2 separate regions of the Rattus norvegicus genome follow, and region 2 is linked to region 1. The links are chromatin contacts, called in public Hi-C maps. All regions are on one chromosome and are shown on one strand. The core of a region is the stretch at or near the end of the contact, and the rest is flanking DNA. Distances in the headings are between cores, read along the strand shown.

Region 1 (2,874 bases), core at 169-2,668:
GGCAAAACAAGCATTAACATTCCATCTTCATATGGCGCACTCAAACAAGCAATGAGTGCTTCTGCGAAGGAGAATTTTATCCCTTTCTGATTTAAGATAATACTAAATATTTTTGCAAAACTTGATTGAGACCAGGAACAAGAGCATCACAATACCTTCCCCAAGTGGAGAAGCAAAATATATTTAAAGTGTCACACATTCCTTAGCTAAGTCCAAGTCTTTTGGTAAAATACCAAAATTATGCGAAATATATATTTTATTCAGCTCAAATACTGTGTAGAAGACATTAAAAAACTTTTCTTAGATTATATCTTCACAGCAGAATTACAAATACTGACAAAAAGGAAATGATTTCATAGTGATTCTTTTATGTAGCGAATGCCTCCTTCAAAAGTTACATAGTTTCAGGGATAGCACTGGATAAGAGCCGGATTTTTTTCCAAAAGTAGGGTCTGAGTTATAACCCACAGCGTTTAACGATTCTTAACTTCAGTAATCTGTGAGGAGCGCAGCTCGCATTTCTCAAGCCTGCTATTGCTAACAGGGATCCGCGTCGAATAGCGTCGCAGTGGATCCCCCGCATACCCTCCCCCCTGCGCAGGGGAGCGCACCGAGCTCCAGAGCAAAGCCCCGGGAACTCACAGTGTGAGCAAAGGGAAGGAAATGACACAGGCAGGAAAAAAAAAAAAAAAAAAAAAAAGCAAATCAAGGAAAAGACACAACAGCAGCTGGGCCTGCACCAGGCTCCAGCCCCGGCCCCACACTGAGCTCCGGCTCCCCCACCCTCAAGCTCGCGCGCCAGCTCGCTGGGGACCGGAGTGGGCGGCCCGACCGAGCACGGGCCTCCGTCCCGCAGACCCCTCCCCGGGATGCGCCCGCCGCATGCCCGAAAAGAGAGCTGCCGAGTGGGTTTGGCCGGTAGGGCACCCCCGGAAGGTCCTGGTAGCCAGAATCACAGCCCTGGTCGCGGCGCCGCGAAGAGGCGAGCGGTTCGCGGTCCTCAGTCCCGGGCCCGGCGAACTGTCCATGCCTGTCAGGCAGCGGCCCAGGGTCCTCCTCCCCTCAGCCCAGGGCGGAGCGTCGCGAAGCAGCGCGGGCACAGGCCGGGGCGGTGGCGGTACTCACCCATGGTGGCGATGGCGGCGGCAGCGGTATCAGCCCAGAAGTGTCACCTCCGCAGCCGGGGCTGCATGCCGGGGGAGCAGGCGGCGGGGACGGCGGCAGGCCTGGCTCCGCGCGGGGGCCGTGGGCTGCGCTCGGGGCCCCCGCCGCCTCCCCAGGCTCCGGCTCCGGCCCGGGCCGGGCGCTGTGGCATGAGCAGGGTGGCCCGCTACATCCCCGGCGCTCCCAGGCTCGGCCCAACCCGGCCTCGGCGGCGCCACTCGGCTGGCCCGCCTGCCAGTCTTGAAGTCCAGAAGTAGCTCCGACCGGCCACTGTTCTCCACCTCAGGAACGCTCCGAAAAACAAACCGCTGGGCGCGCAGCAAGCCTTGCAATCTGTCACTCATGCCAGCATCTGCCAATCGCAGACAGCCGCTGGGCCTTGGCGCTACCCCCATGCCCATTGCCAGCCAATAACCAGGAGGAAGTCAGATACTCCCGCCCCTCCTCCCGTTCTCTCCCAACGCCCTCACTCTCATCCGCCAGCTAATCACGACGGACCAATCCCGCCTACTCTTACAGGATGCCAATGGGCGAAGTCAAGGCGATTTCCGAGGGCTGTCTAGAGCCTGCCAATCACCCAGACAGCGCCCGTCCTCTCGCGCCTAGCCAATCACAGAGAGAGCGCTGAGCACCCGCCGCGGAGCATCACTAGCTGGCGCTCTCGGCTTCTCTGGCCAATCTGCTCCAATCACAGCTCCGGCTTGAAGCCCCGCCCACAACCCTCTACTCAGTTGCGGAACCCTCGGCTGGCGCGCGGGCTGGCGCTGTTCCCCTCAGCGGCTACACTGGCTGGCTCCTTGAAAAAGCGTAGAGGCCCTCAGAATACGACAACCTTCGGCCCTATGGTTGTCGGCGACCTCGAGGTGCTGAGGTGTTCGGCCCCTGCTGGTGCGAAGTGTCTGGCCTGGAATGGGCGGAGAAGATTTGGCTCGGAGCTTCCAGGCCACTTGTGCCGCGCGATCCCCTAAGCAGCCCACGGCTCTACGTGCGGATTTTACTAGAAGGAGGACGGTCTCGATCTCGTTACTTCTCATTCCCCTGGGTCTCAGACCTCCGAGGGCACATCTAATTCCTCCGTCTCCAAAGGCTAGGGTAGTGCTGGAATGTGGGTCCCCACATTCGGGGTTCTGCTAAAGTTGTTCTTGGACAAATTTTGCTCAGAGTTATAAAATCGAGACACGTTTTTAAAAGAAAAGTTAAAAGTGCAGGAAAATCCCAACCCTAGAGATAGTTTTATCTATTTCTTACCTAGATATGCAACGTTTGACAAAAAAACAAAAAAAAAAAAACAAAAAAAACCACTTCGTATTGTTTTGTAGTGTGCTTACACATTTGTGTTTCCTGTGCCACGAAATATTGTCTCAAAACAATTGTACTGGCTGTGCGATCTTTCAAAAGGGCATTGTGATTAACTTCTTCAACCTCCATTGTTTCAACAATTTATACACCCAGTCTTTAGATTCCAACTCTACCAGAATTAGTGTGGGTTCTCTTTCTCTGGAACTGTTCCAGTGACATATTTCAGATTCCAGAAAAATCTTCGGATGCCATTTTCAGTTGTCATTTAGAAACACCTTAGGGGGTGACTTTGGGGTGTCAGATCTCTTAAAGAGTATCTTACACAATCCATTTTCTTCATCCTCTCTCTCAACCCCATACTATTTAATTATCTCTCTCTTGTCCTGTATTTTTTTCTTTTATTTGTGTGTG
Region 2 (2,874 bases), core at 102-2,601, 49 kb before region 1:
ACTTCCTGCACCTGTGGAGGAGCTGACTGTGGGTTTTGCAATTTCAGCCTTTATAAGCTCGCCCTAAGAAATGCTCGGGGTTGGGGATTTAGCTCAGTGGTAGAGCGCTTGCCTAGCAAGTGCAAGGCCCTGGGTTCGGTCCTCAGGTCTGGAAAACAACAACAACAACAACAACAACAACAACAAAAAACAAAAAACAAACAAAAAAACAAAAACAAAAACAAAAAAAGAGAAATGCTCCAGGCAGTAGCTCTCAGTTCCTGAAGTCCAAGCTATGTCCCTGATCGACCAGCCTTAGAACGTGCATTCAATAAACTATCCCTGTCTGATTGAGACTGGTGTCCATGTAGTTTGTGGGGCAACTCCAGAAGCCCAACAGCATCAACCCAAGGACATAGTCTCAGATGAGAAGACTGACATAAAGCTATATTATATTGAAAATAGGCAAAGAATTTTGCATATTTACTGTCTCAACCTCTCCATCGCAGAGTGAAGTAAGTCAGTACCTGAGCCATGGTATTGAAATGATCTCAGAAGCCTGTAGGAGACAGTTTGTCTAGGTATTTAAAGCTCTATAGAAACTGAAGCTGCTTTGAGTATAAATTTAGGGATATTTTGCTGTGAACTCACTGCGCAATAAAATCAGCTAAGATGCCAAGCGGCGGTGGTGCACATCTTTAATCCCAGCACTCAGGAGGCAGAGGCACTTGGATCTCTGAGTTCAAGGCCAGCCTGGTCTACAAGTGAGTTCCAGCATGGCCAGGGCTGCATTGAAAAATGCTTAGATGATCCTTGCCTCTTGTGTGTTTGAGCATAAGAATCTGCTTCTCTCACTCTCTCACTGGTTCCATAATCTAGAATTTTACTTTTCCTGAAACAAGTTACAATTGTTCTTTTCTAGCGTGCTCTAGAATAAAAAGATACTATAATTTTACTCAGAACAATTTTTTTCTTTTTTTTGGAGCTGGGGACCGAACCCAGGGCTCCTCTACCACTGAGCTAAATCCCCAACCCCTAGGACAAATTTTTTAAAAGGTCTCCTACAAGCGATTAGTTAGAAGGGAAAAAGCCTTTCTTGTTGGTAATATCTGACACTGTCCACAGCATTCCCTCCTCTACTAGCATACTGCTTCCCCTTGCTTTGGCAGTTGGGATGAATCTAGCACACAGGGCCACAGCTGCAGACACAGGAGGGCCTGGTTGGGGGTGGTAAGAGCATAGGTTTTCTGGGCTTTTATTTCCAGCCAGAGACTTTCACTTTTTCCAATCCACACTGCGGCCTACAGAAAGCCAGCCTTGCTATCTGATGGGCGATGAGCCAGGGGCTATTGTGCACAGCCCACTGCCTGGAGCAGGAAAGGGAAGTCTCCCCAGACCAGTGGCTATCAGAGGAAGCAAATGGAAACAGCAGGAGGCAGCAGGACTGCTCCAGGGCATTTTCAGTTTTGTTTTTAATCTTCATTTCAAAACCTGAGAGCCAATGGGAGGCGCATCAACAGTTGAGAGCAAGTGAGAGAAATAGCTGGACACTGAGCTACAAGACTTGACAGTCACATATTTACCAGCAATGACCAGGAGCAAGCCAGGAGGTGCAAAGCTCTGTTATCAAAGCACCACTGATTCCATAGTCTTTGAGGGCACTCACTGGTGGGAGGAGAAGGGGGGGGAGGAGGCAGTTCCCATGGGATAGCCTTTCCTGATACTCCGGGCTGACTGTGCTGCTCTAACCACATCAAGAGGCCCAGGCCAGCATCACAGAAGAGCCTATCTGCAGCTTCCTCTGAAGGCATTCTAAATGGAAAAGTCCAGGGTTTAAGCGTGAGCTGTTAAAATTTTTCCCAGATTATGTTACTGTCAGTTTCTTTTTTTTGTTTTTTTGTTTTGTTTTGTTTTGAGACAGGATCTCTCTCTACATCTACTGTTAGTTTCTTTAACCAGAGAAGCTGAGCAGAAACAAACTGTCTCCCTAGACTGTGGATGATTCTTTCACTTGTGTTCTGACTTAGGGCTGAAATGCAGCCTCTCACTCTTCTCAGAGAACCCTCATCAGGAAGCTGATACAATCAGGAAGTTGCCTCCACAGGGACTTCTAGGCCTTTGGGTCAGTGTTAATGTGCAGGTCACTGCAAATGCAAAGAGATATTTCCAAATCCTTTTCTCTTTTAGGGGACAGATGAGATAGGAGAGTAATCAAATCTTTTTCTTCTTCAGTAGAAAGCAACATTTCCTGAACTGCTCACATGGGATAAGGCTGTGCAAAAATACTTCTCGATCTTTTTATTCCATAGAAAACTAGCAACAACCTATGTTTCCATTTTAAAGCAGCTACTATCACCATACACTTTATATTCTTACCTAGTACACAAAATTTACTGCAAAAAGAACCTCTGGAGTGAAGAAAGGAGACAATTTTATTTTCTCAGTATGTATTAGCAGAAACCACCTCATGGATTCTTGTCCCAGGACTAGAAGTTTATACTACACAGTGTTTGGACTTTCTACTACCAGCTATTGCTATAATAAAATTCCAGCTTTTCTCTTTTCCCTTCATCTGAATTCATCCTCTACCTGCAAGAGATTCCAGGTTTCTCTCCCTTTCTCACCATCACAGTCCGAGACTCCACAAAGCATCCCCTGCTGAAGCCCACATATCTAGCTATGGTCTATTTGCCTTCCCTCTCTTTTTCAGCTTATCCTTCTCCTTATTACTTGCTGAGATCTCTACTGTCATATATATATGTATGTATGTATATGTATATATGGTATGATGTGTGTGTGATTTATATATATACCGAATTAGAATGTGCCATCTAAATATATTAGTTGTGACTTGGCTATATAGTTTCAGGGCAACACCCAGCAAACATCACCCAG

Evidence for each region. A called contact is a pair of places that touch in the nucleus more often than the background predicts.
Region 2: a contact with region 1 is called in a Hi-C map of Schwann cells, with 3 times the contacts expected there. The contact joins the enhancer-like site here to the promoter of Map3k3 in region 1. A contact is called at or near these places in 4 of 12 Hi-C or Micro-C datasets (the A7r5 cell line, Schwann cells, liver and 1 more).

Annotation. Positions count from the first base shown.
Region 1 is chr10:91,518,520-91,521,393 of GRCr8, reverse strand. It overlaps Map3k3 (mitogen activated protein kinase kinase kinase 3), which reads right to left and starts at 1,418. Exons shown (of 16, transcript NM_001107058.3): 1 at 1,126-1,418. The coding sequence starts at 1,129.
Region 2 is chr10:91,567,213-91,570,086 of GRCr8, reverse strand. The region is part of intron 6 of Map3k3 (mitogen activated protein kinase kinase kinase 3); the gene reads right to left. Among named protein-coding and RNA genes, the nearest start is that of Limd2, 24 kb to the left of the region's middle. Within about 2 kb of position 1,351, at least 38 of the 93 cell types and tissues checked have an H3K27ac peak or open chromatin away from gene starts, as enhancers often do. A contact at or near this core is called in Schwann cells, where this site is marked.